Linked DNA regions of Mus musculus: region 1 is linked to region 2. The links are chromatin contacts, called in public HiChIP or PLAC-seq maps. All regions are on one chromosome and are shown on one strand. The core of a region is the stretch at or near the end of the contact, and the rest is flanking DNA. Distances in the headings are between cores, read along the strand shown.

Region 1 (7,129 bases), core at 2,033-4,532, 310 kb before region 2:
GGTTGCTTTTGTTTCTCGAATGCAGGGACAGAGGCACGCTGCAAGGGTCATGTCCCACCAGAGGTCCAGAGATGGCAGCTGGCAGCTATAACTGGCTACTAACCAAGCCCATGCCTCTGGACACCTGGCTAGTTTTGGTTGGTTTTGAGACAGTCTGGCTATGTAAAAGCCAGGGATGGCACTAAACTCTCCATCCTGCATCAGACATCCAGGAACAGGGAGGAATGACAGGCAGCTGCCACCACATCTGACTCCATTTTGTTTTGAGACCATATCGTATCTACTATATAGCCAAGGGGGCTTGGAATTCCCTATGTACATCTGAGAATGGTCTTCAAACCCCAGTCTTCCAGCTTTTATTTCTGGGACGCTGGGATTAAAAGAACACATACATACCATACACACTAGGCTAAGTACACATGCATGCACACACTATAGTACACCTTGCTAGCATGCAGGCAGATCTATACACCATGCCTTGCTAGGCTCATACCCACACCTTGCTAGGCACCCACACATACACACACCCCTTGCTAGGTGCACACAACCTAGCTGTTTTTCAGTAGATCACAAGTTTACTTCATCGACCCCGATTTGTGGTATATAGTGGAGAGACTTGGATATCCCAACAGTCAGATAAACACAGGCTGAGGCCTAGGGATGGCTCCCCTAGGTCCTGCACCCTCCCTTGACCAGGCAGCCTCACCTTAGCTTGCTTATCACTTGGCATGTCCAGTTGTCCATCTCGATAGATGTCTGCCTCCAGGGAGATCTCTGAAAGGGAAGGAAGGGTCTCAGAACCTGGCCTGCTAACGGCGCCCTCAAAGCTCTGGCGACCCTTGCCTGACCTGGTTGGTAAAAAGCCTAACTGAGGTATCTTACTGTCAAGCATTGGACTGAAGAGATGGACTGGAGACACACAGGAAGAAGGCATCAGATCTCATTACAGATGGTTGTGAGCCCCACCATGTGGGTGCTGGGAACTGAATCAGGACCTCAGAAAGCATCCAGTGCTCTTACCCACTGAGCCATCTCTCCAGCCCCGCCAAGATAAATGTTTTAAGTGTACAATTTTATATTGGGCTGTAGCCATAGCTGTGCTGGGCCACAGGTTGGACACGCTGGTTAGAGGCAGTGTCGTCAGAGGCAGGTGGATTCTCATGAGTAAGTCAGGGAGGGAGCCATCCACAGTGGCCACCTGATTCTTACAAAGCAGCTTCAAGATGGGGCTGGAGAGAGAGAGAGCTCAGCTGTTGGCCCTTACTGCTCTCTCCCAGAGGATTGGAGTTTCCTTCCTGGCATGCCGTGGCTTGTGTCTCATAACTACCTGTACCTCTAAGTCCCAGCGCATCTGATGTCTTTCCCCTGGCTACACACACACACACACACACACACACATTTACGAGATGACATAGCAGTGGACCAGACCCAGCAGCAATGAGAATGAGGAAGTGGGGGCAGGTGACTCAAGTTCTGGTTGTTTCTAAGTGAGTGAACGTCAAGGGAACAGGCGCGTGGATATCATCTCAGGGCCAATAGAAAGCATCTTCTACACAAGGAGCCTCTTCCTTGCTTCACAAGACCTGCCCTGCTCTCCAGAGGAACGCCGGGTGGGTCTCAGCTCCTAGAGGGAAGACTCACCGATGCCGGTGAGAAACAGCACAGCTGTGGCCGTGGGGACTTCTTGGTCAGGACAGAAGTAGGAGACCAGCACCTGTGGAGACAGCCCAGAGCCATAGACTGGGTGTAAGCATGTGACCCTGCTTTGTGTTTCAGCATCTAATCTTCCAGTGACCCACTATGAGCTGACCCAGGGGCCATAGCCACTTAGGACGTCTAGGAGGGTGTCTTGCCAGGTGGTGCACACTTTTAATCCCAGTCATTAGGAGGCAGGGGTAGGAGGATCGTGGGAGTTCGAGGCCAGCCTGGTTTACAAAGGGAGTTCTAGGATGGCCAGGGCTACACAGAGAAACCCCGTCTCAAAACCCAACAAAAGCAGTTGTCGCTCACTAAAGTCGTTTGCCCTGGCTTGGAGCTGGCTCTGTAGCTCAGGTTAGGACCTCCAACTGCTGACCCTCCTCCTGGTTAATTGGGCTTAATAGGTATGCACTGCTCAGCTCAGGGTACAACACTGGTTCTGGCCCGACTCAAGGTACAGTGCTTACCCAAGTGAGCCACTCGCTGAAGGAAACTGCCTTCCGCCGACACATAGATGGGCAGGTTCCGCCCACTCACCATCCCTTAACTGCCTCTCTCTCCCTGCCCACAGACAGCTGCAGCTGGGTCTGCCTTGGGTAGGCAGGCCTGTTGCCAATGGCCTTCAGCTAGGCTTGCCAGCTTCCACATTGAGATCACCTGGGTAGGTTAAAGGTTACCCCTCTCCCCTCCATGGCTCACCTTGTCTTCATCCACAGTGGGGCTGGGCGCCACCATCCTCACCAATGCCACTGTGGGATGGTTCATTGACCTCCAGACCACAGTGTCCTCTTTGCCAGCGATGACGGAGCTAGAGATGTGGATCAAGATCCTGGGGGAACCACGGATGGTGAAAGACTTGCACTTGTCTGGTGCACACCTGGTTTGAAGGAGACAATACAGGTTAGAAGACTCACCAACCGATGAGGCGACAGGGTTCCAGGACAGCCCCCGATCTGGAGTCTGCATCCATCTTACGGAATTGAGGAGAGTTGTCAGTGAAGCTTGTGGGGGGGGGGGCGGGCGCTAACGTCTTCAGCCTCTCTTACCATCTCGACCCCCAGGACCTCCACGCCTTTGATGGATGTCCCACCCCAACCTCCCGCTCCCCCAAAGCCTCCTTGTGAGGATCACATCTTCATTTTACATACAAGCCTCAGCTTCACAGTCATGGAGTGAGCAGATGCCAGAACCGTAAGACACAACCCCCGCCTACTCAAGGACACCTTCGAAGCTAACAGGGATCTTGCAAGAGGCAGAGAAAGCTGTAAGTCAGTATCCCGAGCTGGGATGGGAGGGCTCTCAGAGACCAAGCCAGATTTCCTTGGGGTCGGTCAGTTCAGCTGAGAGCGCTAACCTCGGACTTCTGGGCACAGGGACTCTGCCCAGACCCTCCCTTCTCATTACCCCTACAGACACCCGCTAAGCCTTACTTGCTGATGTCCAAGGTGATTTCCATGCCTACCATGCAGAGGGCATGGGTGGGATTGACCAGAGACAGGCTGAGTGAGTTCTGAAAAGACATGGCTGGGCTTACCAAGCTAGCCACTGTCAGCAGTCCTTACCCACCAGAGTAATTGCCTAGGACGGTGGGGCTTCCTGGCCTTCCTCTTTAGTAGAGGTAAGGACCACCCCAGCCCGCCCCCTTGTTAAGGGTTCACAGGTGAGCCTGGAGGAGGAGGAAGAGGAGAAGGAGGTAGGGGGAAGGGTGAAGGGAGAGATCCTTCTACTCAGCATCAAAGTTTTAGCAGCTGCTGCCTGTAGACCCTGCAGCCCTAGGAAATTGGAGTCTAACAGCTTGGGGCTCTGCCCTTCCCACTGGTCTGGGTGCTACATCTCAAGATTATGGGGGAGTCTTGGTTCTAGGACAGTAGCTCTCAACCTGTTTTGGCCTCAAGGCTGGGATGGTGGTGGTGTCACACATCAGATATCCTGCATATTATGATTCATAACAGTAGCAAAATCACAGTTATGAGGTAGCAACGAAATAAGCTTATGGTTGGGGGTCACCACCTGTATTAAAGGGTTGCAGCACTAAGAAGGTTGAGGACCACTGTTCTAGGATGTGTGCTTCTTGGCAGCTAGTGGGGGTACTTGGTAAAGTGCTATGCTCACAGAAGTGTCAGGAAGCTATAGCTAGCTCTGCAAATCCCTGATCCTGGCAGGCAATCTGCATCCTTTTCCCGGGTGATAACGATGATAAGCCAGTCAGTCACAGCTGTGTCTCTTGTTAGCATCAGGGCGGGTAGGGTGGGGGATGGGCAGCAGGAGCTGGTGCATGGGCTAGACCTGTGCAGCCTGGCTTACAGCTGTTATCCCTTTAGGCTGACCTCTGACCTTCACATGTGCACTGTGGTGTGAGAACACACACACACACACACACGAAGCAGAAAGGAAATTGTATATCTACTGTGCAGTTCAAAACTGCTAAAATGGGGGGGGTCAGCATTCTCGTGCCCTGTGGAGTCGCTGAGATGACACATACATCTTTGAGGTTCATGGTCTCTTCAGTATTGGCATTCCTAGATCAGACTACAAAGCCACACATGGTAGTCCCTGCCTGTCACCTGTTCAGCACCCACACTGAGGCAGGAGGATTTCTGTGAGTTTGAGACCAGCCTGGGTTTCAGAATGATGCTCTGTTTCAAAAAGCCGCCAAATTCTGTATTGCATTCCATAGTATATGTATGTGTTGTCAGGGGGGAAAAAAAGATCCAGCTGAGGTAGGCTAGCCTGTGATTACCGAGTGACTTCAAGTCTAGATTGGTCAATTTAACAAGACTGTGCCAATGTTCTGAAAAGGGGATAGGTGGGAGCATAGCTCCTTGGTAGAGAACTATCTGCCTCCACGTCCCTGTTATTTGCTCATTAAGAGCCGAGCATGGTGGCTCACGTCTGCAATCCCAGAACTGGGTAGATGGAGGCAGGAGGAACAAGAATAGGGAGCCAGCCTAGGTTAATTAAGGAGATTCTGTATGGAAACTTCATATTTCCCAGAAGACCTTGGTGCAGGGCACAGCCTAGAGAGAGCAGCCTCCATTACTCTCTTTCTCCATTCTACTGGCCTCTCAGAGAAGGAGCTAGCTCCCAGCCGCCTCAGAGGTGCATACCTGCATCCACGCACCCAGGAGGCTCAAGCGGGAAGATGGTTACAAGTCTGAGGGCAGCCTTGGCTAAAAAAGGAGTTTCAGACAGACTAGGGCTTCTAGGAAGACCCTGTCTCAATCAATCAATCAATCAATCAATCAATCAATCAATCAATCAATCCGAAGCTGGAAGAGGCAGAGAGGAGCTCTCTTGGGGGACCTGGAGAGGGAAGGGAACAGCCACCCAGCTACTCAGCTTCCCGCCAAGTAAAATTGCTTTGGTCCCAGTATGAGAAACTGGGTCCCTTCCTGGGGTTTAGGAACACCTGGTCTGTGGAACACCTGGTCTGTGGCATTTACCACGTCTGTCTCAGAGCACTCTTAGGCAGTCTCTGAGGGAGGGGGATGAAGGGAATTTTTGGCTTGATGAGGTTAAAGAAAAGTCAGGACTGGCCAGGTAGCTCAGTGGGTTAAAGACGTTCACCACTGAGCCCGATGTGCAGAGCACGCATGGTGGAAGGAGGAAAGTGAGTCTCACAAGCTGTCCTCTGATCTCCACATGTGCACTGTGGTCTCTCTCTCTCTCTCTCTCTCTCTCTCTCTCTCTCTCTCTCTCTCTCTCTCTCTCTCTCTCTCACAGTAGGGCATGGTGGCCACACTTCTAGTCCCAGTACTTGGGAGGCAAAGGCAAGTAGCATGTGTGACACACCAGCGCCACCCAGTGCATGCCTGTGGCAGTCAAAGGACAGCTTTGTAGAGGCAGGTCTCTCTCCCCACCTTTACTCAGGTCCTGGGGACCAGCCTTGGCTCACCATTGGTTTCATGGCAAGTGCCTTTCCCCACTGAGCCATCTCACTGGCCTGAGGAACGTGTTTCTATTTACTCATTTTAATTAAACGTTAATTAATTGTCTCTGGATCTCACTGTGTAGACCTGTTAGCCTGAACTCAATATATAGACCAGCTTGGTCTTGAATTCACAGAGATCCACCTGCCTCTGTCTCCGGAGGGTGGGAGTTAAGGGTGTGTGTCATCACCTTAGGCTCCAAGGAATTTGTGTGTGTGTGGGGGGGGTTGTTTGTTTGTTTGTTTGTTTGTTTGTTTTTTGAGACAGGGTTTCTCCGTGTAGCCCTGGCTGTCCTGGAACTCACTCTGTAGATTAGGCTGGCCTCGAACTCAGAAATCTGCCTGCCTCTGCCTCCCGAGTTATACCTAAGTACACTGTAGCTGTCTTCAGATGCACCAGAAGAGAGCGTCACAGATAGTTGTGAGCCACCATGTGGTTACTGGGATTTGAACTCAGGAACTTTGGAAGAGCAGTCGGTGCTCTTAACCACTGAGCCATCTCACAAGCCCTTTTTTTTTCTTAAGATTTATTTATTATATGTAAGTACACTGTAGCTGTCTTCAGACACGCCAGAAAAGGGAGTCAGATCTCGTTACAGATGGTTGTGAGCCACCATGTGGTTGCTGGGATTTGAACTCATGACCTGCAGTCAATGCTCTTACCCGCTGAGCCATCTTGCCAGCCGTGGTTTGTTTTTTTTTTTTAATTTTTATTAAATATATATAAAGAGAGAGACACATACGGCAGAGTAAATAAGTCAAAAGAGCTGCCAGCCATAGTTGAAGCTTTTTCACCTCATTGGTGCTTTGAAATTGATTCCAATGTGCTTTGCGGAGGGTGGGGCTGGGGGTGTGGAACTCCGTGGTAAACTAAAGATACAAAACTACATCTTTATTGCAGCATCTCTAAGCAGAGCTGAGCTTGCTATGCAAGGACCATTTGAGGACACACAGAGATGGGACAGGAGCCAGATGTGGGTGAAGCAAACATGTCACAGCAGGGACAGTGGCCACCTCTGTGGAAGCCCAACCATCCCCAGATCTCTTGCTGCACCTCGCTGCGGGGTGGGGGTGGGGGTGGGGAGCAGCCACCTCTGGCCAGGACAGTCCTCGAGGGAGGCTGCCTGGGGTAGTGACTCAGGGCACCATGTGCCACCACTTGAAGGTGAAGGGCTTCCTGCGCACATTGGTGCCACAGTGAACCTCCCCGTTGTACACGTGGTAGGTGTAGAAGTCGTTGATGAAGGTGCAGTGCAGACCCAGCGGCTCCAGGTGGGAACGCACCTCCTCCTCCAGGCAGCAGTGGCCATCGATGATGGGCCCAAAGGGCTTGGGGATGCCCAGGTACTTGCCCAGGACCAGCATGTTCACCTGCGGGAGGGTGGGGCCAGATCAGAGGCAACAGCTGTAGGGTAGGTAGGGCCTACAGGTCTCTGGACTAAGACTGGTTCTTTTTCCCTTTTGCATCTCTCTTTCCCCCTCCCTCCCTCTCTCTCCTGCCCT
Region 2 (6,768 bases), core at 4,026-6,525:
CACACAAGTTAGGGCCACCAGTCAAAGGGAAGCCAGCAGGATGGGAGGGCCTTTCTCATCCACACTAACCAGAGGCCCAGGCTAGGTCAGTGGCCCTCCAGGCCTATACTAGCCCAGTACACCTGGTAGATGCTGAGAGCCACCCACAGTGATGCCGGTAGGCAGGGTGACTGTGTCCCCTGGGATAACAACAACAGGAAGGGGTCAGCACAGTACACGGGGCTGCACTGTGAGCTGAGGCTGCTAAGGGGGGTGGCAGCAGGAACTTCCTCTGAGTCTCTAGCCCAAGCAACCCGAGAAGTGGGCAGTGCCCACATCTGTCACATAGCCCTGGAAGGTGTGTGTGTGTGTAATGTGCTGGTGAGAGTGGCTCACCCTGCATGCCTTGTATACGCTGGGTGTGTGCTGACACCTCATATCTGGGCCTTCTCACGCTCCTGGGTGAGGTGCATTTGGACAAGGTCTATGGGGGTGGTGCAGGCACTGTGTCCATCGGCATGTACCAGGACATGAGCTTAGGTATCTGTGAATGTCAGAGGGACCTGGGGAGGACACTCTGGGCTCCGTGGGCGGGTCACAGGTGGTGGCAGTGACTGCACATGCGCACGAGTGAGTGCCTTTGTGAGCTGACCGACAGCTCATGCTGGCTTCTGGTCTTTTGTTGTCTGTGTGCAGCCAGCCAGGAGACGTGCAGAATGTGCCGTGCTATTGGTTCTGGTTATGTGGCGATGCTGTGACTGTCCACCCAGGTGTTACTGTGCCAGGACAGGACTGTGTGTGCTCTGGCTACATATAGTCTGAATGTCTGAGGATGTCTAAGCCCTGGCTGTTCTGGAACGCCAGATCTCGAGAGATCCTCTCGCCGCTGCCTCCAGAGTACTAACAGCATATACCACCACCTCCCAGCTGGGTGGGTTTGTCTCTATGTGTTGTGTTCTGTGGGGTCTGTCTAGTTGTGGCCTGCGATGTGTGTATTTGCACATACATGTGACACTGGCACTATTGGCGCCTGTGGTATGGAGGGGTTTTGAGCAGTAACTAGGGACTCCACCTGCTTCCCCAGTGCTCGGTGCCAGGCTACTGCAGGCCAGACCTCACCTCTCTCCACAAACTCTGCCCTTTACAAAACAGCCTTTCCATCTGACTTGCAGTTCCATTAGAAAGGAGCTGCCCCAAGAATGGATGAAAGTAGTTTACTGTCTCCCTTAGCAACCGTTGCTCTCCTGCCCCATTAACTCACTAAACCCTGGTTGCCATGGACACATGAGGGAGGGGGAGGACCCAGGGAGTCTGTTCTCTAGAGCCCTCTCTCTCTCCCACGAATCTCACTATACCTGTTTCTTGGGGACACTGAGGACCTAGGAGGTGCCCTCTGGGAGTCCTGCGTCAGTTTCTCTACAGGACATGCAATGACCAGAGCATGAATCCTGGCTCACGTTCCACTCCCTATTCCGGGGAGATGTGGGGTTTGAAGGATGCAAACAACCTCACTGATTGCCCCCTACCCAGTCTGCCAGGCCTGTGTGGCCACAGGGCACCTGTCATCTGCAGGCACAGGTTGCCGTATGCACTGTACAATCACAGCCCTGGACCTGTGGTCTTATCCAGCTCCACTACGGGGCCTCAGTTTCTCCATCTGTAACCACTAGGTTTTTACGCTCTCTGTGGACCCCCTCCCTCCCCCAGGAAAAGCCTTCAAGGTCATTTTCACCTGATCTCTGCCTCCAGGTGGGGTCTCACCCAAACTGTCTCAGGCACACAACCATCAGGAACGTAGGCTGTGTGTGCCAACATCTGAGGGGAAGATCTGAGTGGACACAGCCCCCCAGCCCCACTGCAGACCACACAAAAGAGAAGGGACTACCTACTTATTCTACTCCCTTGTCAATCTGGGGCCAATGTGAGCATCAGTTGCTGAAGTTGGCACCAAAAAGGCAGTCCCCAGGGGACTGACACTGTGTCCTGGGTCAGAACCAGGAGGTTGGCTCTGACCCATCAACAGTACCAACCCAGTGCTCCTACCACCCTGTCCCTGTACCCCCTGTGGACTCTAAGAAATGAATTCTGTAGTGTCCTTGAAGCTAGGGGACCCCTATGAGGCCCCCACTCTGCTCCTTAGCAAGCCCCAACAAGTCAGAGGCGTGTTTGAGCAAGCAGACCAGGACATGGTCATACCCCACCACCAGAGGGTGTTCAGAGATACACATGATACAATACAAAGGCTTCCATCAAGATAGGGCCTCCCACAAGCATACACTGGACCCTATAGCAGCCAGCAGGCTCTCTGCCCCCGCAAAGGCTGTGACATGGGTCATGGCTCTTCCTGGGCTCTCTCTGGGCCTCTATTCTCTCTTTGGTTAAATGGGCATCATCAACTTTGGTACCCTAAATTTTGAGCACATTCCTGGCACATTGGAGGCTTTCCATATAGGGAGCTACTATTACAACCGTTATCCCACCTGTCAGTACACACTCCATCCTCCACACACTTCTATATACCTCCAACCGCCTTCAGCTCCCTCCCGGCCGCCAAGCACCCAAGGCCACTCTAGTTGGCAGCACTTTATAGTCTAAACCAGATATCTATCCTTCCGAGGCCCATGGGCCTGGTCAAGGCACCTCCCTCCCCGACCCAGGCCGGGCCGCAGCACCCACCCTCTCATTGACAGCATTGTACTTGATGGCCAGCTCATCCCGCTCTGCGCGGCTCTGGGCCAGCAGGTCCTCCACGCGGGACAGCTCCTGCTGCAGCAGCTGGTTTTCCTCCTGCAGCGACAGCAGTGAGGCCATCTCTGGGACCTGGAGTGGGGCTGACAAGGGACAAGGGCTGAGGTTGACTTCTGGCTAGAGTGGAGGGGCACTAGCCCCCACATGTGTTCTACTCATTCCTGAGACAAGGTGGACTGGACCTGGGAGGAACCCGGGTGTGTGTGGCTGCAACACCTAGGGGCCAAGAAAGCTGGGAACAGGAAGGTCGGCAAGAGAGGCCAAGAGCTAGATTTGTGTACAAACAACTACAGCCCTGTGGCCACATCCCCAGAACATACAGGAGGAAGGCTCTAGCTAGGAGTCAGGAGAATGTCTTTCTGCACCCACCACCCTCGAAACACAGAGCTCTGAAATCTTTTTTTTTTTTTTTTTTTTTTGGTTTTTCGAGACACGGTTTCTCTGTGTAGCCCTGGCTGTCCTGGAACTCACTCTGTAGACCAGGCTGGCCTCGAACTCAGAAATCCACCTGCCTCTGCCTCCCAAATGCTGGGATTAAAGGCATGTGCCACCACCGCCCGGCTAAAGCTCTGAATTCTTGCTCCCTCCTTTTCTGAGGACTATTCAGGTCTCAATTTTACTCATCTGTTAAATGGGTGGACTAATGTTAGCCCATGGTAAAGCTTTACTCAAAGGCAGGGCTTCTATACCTTTGCTTTGTTTCCTTGTTTTTGAGATAAGGTCTCCCTAAGCAGCCTGAGCTGGCATGAAACTCTTGATCCCCTCCCCCACCCCTCAAAGGCTGAGATTTTAGGCAAGCACCATCACACCCAGTTCTCTCAGGACCTCAGAAACTATGGTGTAGCAGTGGCACCTAGCTTGTAACTTTCACCCTGAAAAACAGGGACACACACTGCAGGCTTTCTAGCCTTTGGGGTGGGGGTGGGGTCATTAAGCCTCCCCACCTTTGGGAGTCACAGCATCCCTCAAAGAGGGCTGTCCACTCAAAGAGACAGCCCTGGCCTGATACGGAGTCTGAACTGGATAACAGCAGCCATACCACTAACGAACCAGCTGGCCTTATGTCCAGGCACTCAGGCTGCACAACCAAGTTATGCATGCTGCACCCCAGGAGGACCTGTGGCCGGCAGCTTTTGTGCTTTTTAAGCCCCTATAAGAGCCTGGTCTGAGCTGGCCCCAACCCCATCCCTTAGCCTCAGACAGCTCACACCATCTCCGGTAGAAAATTCAGTATCTGGTGTTCAAATCTGAAGCAATGAGTGGAAAGGGCTAGCCCCGCCCTCTCTTAAAGCTGTGCCACATGGGGAGTAAATAAAATAATTGCATCTCAGGCTCTGGAGGCTCCTTCATCACAGAGCTGTGCCTGTCTCCCTATGTGCATTCAAGGAGTAGGGTCTGGGGCTGAGCACGTGGATCAGCACATTAGGGCACTTGCTACACACAAGCATGAGTATCTAAGTTCAAATCCCAGCACCCATGTACAAAGCTGGGCATGGCCCCTCGGGCACCTGTAACCCAAAAGCGACTTGGCAAAGAGCCGAGAAAATCAGTAGGACTTGCTGGCTGGCAGCCTAGCTCCAAGCTGTGCGAGATCCTGAGGTAAGGGAAGCGGTGGAGAACACCAGAGCACTTCTTTGTCATCCTCGTGCTCACAGGAAATGTACCTGTACACACGTGTGTATGAGCCACACATTACAACATACATGTATTCGCGCACGTGTGTGCACGCTTACCGACACACACACACACACACACAGCACTACACTACACAGCAGCACCATCTGTGTCCCTGCTGCTGAGAAGGGAGAAGGACCTGGACAGGGTAGGGAGGTGGTACCTGGGGTCTCAGGCCGGGAGAGGTTGCTGGCGATGACCTCCCTGGCGCAGACAAGCAGGCTGGCTCCCTGGAAGTCCTGGACCCGGTTCTGCACACTCAGGCTCTTCTCTTGGTTTGGTCCCAGAACACAGTTCTCCAGAGACTGTGAGAAGAGAGAGTTTTCAGGGATCCTAGACCCCTGACTTCCTGGCCTGAGAGTTGGGCAAATCCTGTGGCCCAAGTCCTAGAGAAACTAGGAAACAAGGGTAAACTGCAGAGAGCGCCTGCTCAGTGTCTCTCCTAGCGCTGGGCCCCAGCAGGACCTGAAGGGCAGAGAAGGTAGGAGGATCTTGCTGTGCCAGAGGCCAGTAATCCCTAAAGTCCACGAGGGGCCCTTCCCCCACTACTGTGCACTGAGATTAAGGAGTCCCAGCACTGGCCTGTGTGGCCCCCTGACCTGCAAACTGCAACCCTCGCACACTTCCCCACACTTCCCTCCACTCACCACCTCTCACCACTACTACAAGGTCGGTTCTTCTGCCCTGCTCTGCCCCTGGACAGGGTGGACACGGCCCGGCCCTCCGGACCCACCTGGATCACAATCTCCAGTGCCAGCTGAGCCTGCAGAGATCCTGCCAGCCCCAGGCTCATGGAGAGGGGGGTCTGTGGGCACTCCACAGCCCCCCTCCTCAAAGTACAGAGGTCGAAGAGCGTCTCAGCTACATGCACCAACGCACTAACACACCAATGCCAGGCTGCTGGGCTGAGCAGCCCGGCAGATTAAGCTTAAATCCGATGGTGCCCCCACGTGACTACGCAGGGGGTGGGGAGGGACTCAGAAGGGAGAGGAGGGGAAGAGCAGCAGGAATCAGAGGTGCATGAGGAGGGAGGGCCCAGACAGCACTCAGGGAGGAGACCATGAATGGTAGGGAACAGTGTTCCCCACTCCCTCCTCCCTCCCCAGTCTGTGGGCACTGCAGCCTTACAAGCCCGGCTGCCCGAGGCCAGAGTCCCTAGCTCACAGAGCATCTTCTCTGACCCGGAACGGGCGAGCTCACGTGGTCTGCTCAGAACCTATTTACAGCCTGCTGCTAGGCAGGGAGATGCTTGTGCACTACAGGTTGGAAGCAAAGAAAGCAGGCGCTCAGACAAGACTAGGAACTGAGCCGGTCCAAGCCCCGCCCCCGGCTGTGTCCCAGCATCCTCCTGTGTCAGAGCTGGCACCATTGAGCTCCTGGGAGCAAAGCATCTGCCCGTCCACAGCACATAACTGGGTGCCAGTTCACCCAGGGAACACTGGGTAAACATTGTCTTCACTCAGGAGAAAACTCAACGTGCACAGTCCCTGGGCCCCCAAAGTCTGAGAGCAGTTTCCCTCCCAGAAGCAAGGAGGCTGTGTGGCACAATGGTAAGGACCCGGAGTCGATGGCCTGCCATGTGTTAGCAGTATGGTCCTGGATAAATTACCTCTCCTGGCCTCAGTTTCCCTATCTGTAAACGAGAGTAGGGTCTTTGAGGGAACTGAAGGGTGCTGAAAGCAGGGAGGGGTTCAGAAACACACAGGGCAAGGCTAAGCTCATAGCAGCTCACTTTAGCACTTACCTGCTGGTTTCTACTCTCCAGGTTCCTGAGTTCTAGGGTGTGTCAAATTCATCTAGTCCTCCTATCAGCCTATTTCCGGATGAGCAAAACAAGGCTCAGAGGGGTGGAGGACTCACCTATTCAAGGTGACACACTATGAAGAAGTGTAAGCCTGAAGCTCACCTCCCCTTAGACCAAGCAGACTCCCCAAAATGCCTAAAGGGCAAAGCCAGGCCCCTTGGTCTTCAAGACCTGCTGCGGTATCCAAGTCAGAGAGAAGGATGCGGTAGGCGCTGCATACACACACTTTAGTCCAGACTGGATCGCTTCTTCCCAACTAAGGAATCCGTACTGCATATGTTTCCAATGTACACCTGGACAAGAAGGTAGGCGCCCCCAAGCTGCTATGGAGGTCTGGAGGCTACCAAAGAGAGCAGCGCAGAGAGAGAAGGGGAGAGAGGACGTTTTACCGGGAGAGTTGTACAGACACAAGCTGAAGAGAGTACAAGCTAGACACAGGACAGAAGAAGCCAGAGAATGAGCCGGAGGCAGAAGATTAGGACAGATTGCCAGAGTTAGTACTAGACCAAGCAGAGCAATTCAGTCAGCAGCTGAAAGAAGCCAGTCTGAACCAGTCAGTGTGG

Evidence for each region. HiChIP or PLAC-seq counts read pairs in DNA pulled down with a chosen protein or histone mark.
Region 1: a contact with region 2 is called in an H3K4me3 HiChIP or PLAC-seq map of bone marrow-derived macrophages, with 4 times the contacts expected there. The contact joins the promoter of Padi6 here to the promoter of Crocc in region 2. A contact is called at or near these places in 6 of 39 promoter capture datasets (the HPC-7 cell line, HPC-7-derived erythroid cells, cranial neural crest and 3 more), 5 of 115 datasets of contacts at active chromatin or transcription factors (the SCID.adh cell line, bone marrow-derived macrophages, embryonic stem cells and 2 more) and 2 of 9 other capture datasets (liver and pancreatic islet).

Annotation. Positions count from the first base shown.
Region 1 is chr4:140,739,361-140,746,489 of GRCm38.p6, forward strand. It overlaps Padi6 (peptidyl arginine deiminase, type VI), which reads right to left and starts at 3,283. Exons shown (of 16, transcript NM_153106.2): 1 at 3,129-3,283; 2 at 2,398-2,575; 3 at 1,642-1,714; 4 at 707-774. The coding sequence starts at 3,220. Padi4 (peptidyl arginine deiminase, type IV) reads right to left here. Exons shown (of 16, transcript NM_011061.2): 16 at 6,148-6,997. The coding sequence ends at 6,764.
Region 2 is chr4:141,048,386-141,055,153 of GRCm38.p6, forward strand. It overlaps Crocc (ciliary rootlet coiled-coil, rootletin), which reads right to left and starts at 5,276. Exons shown (of 37, transcript NM_172122.2): 1 at 5,135-5,276; 2 at 4,565-4,706; 3 at 2,656-2,810. The coding sequence starts at 5,194.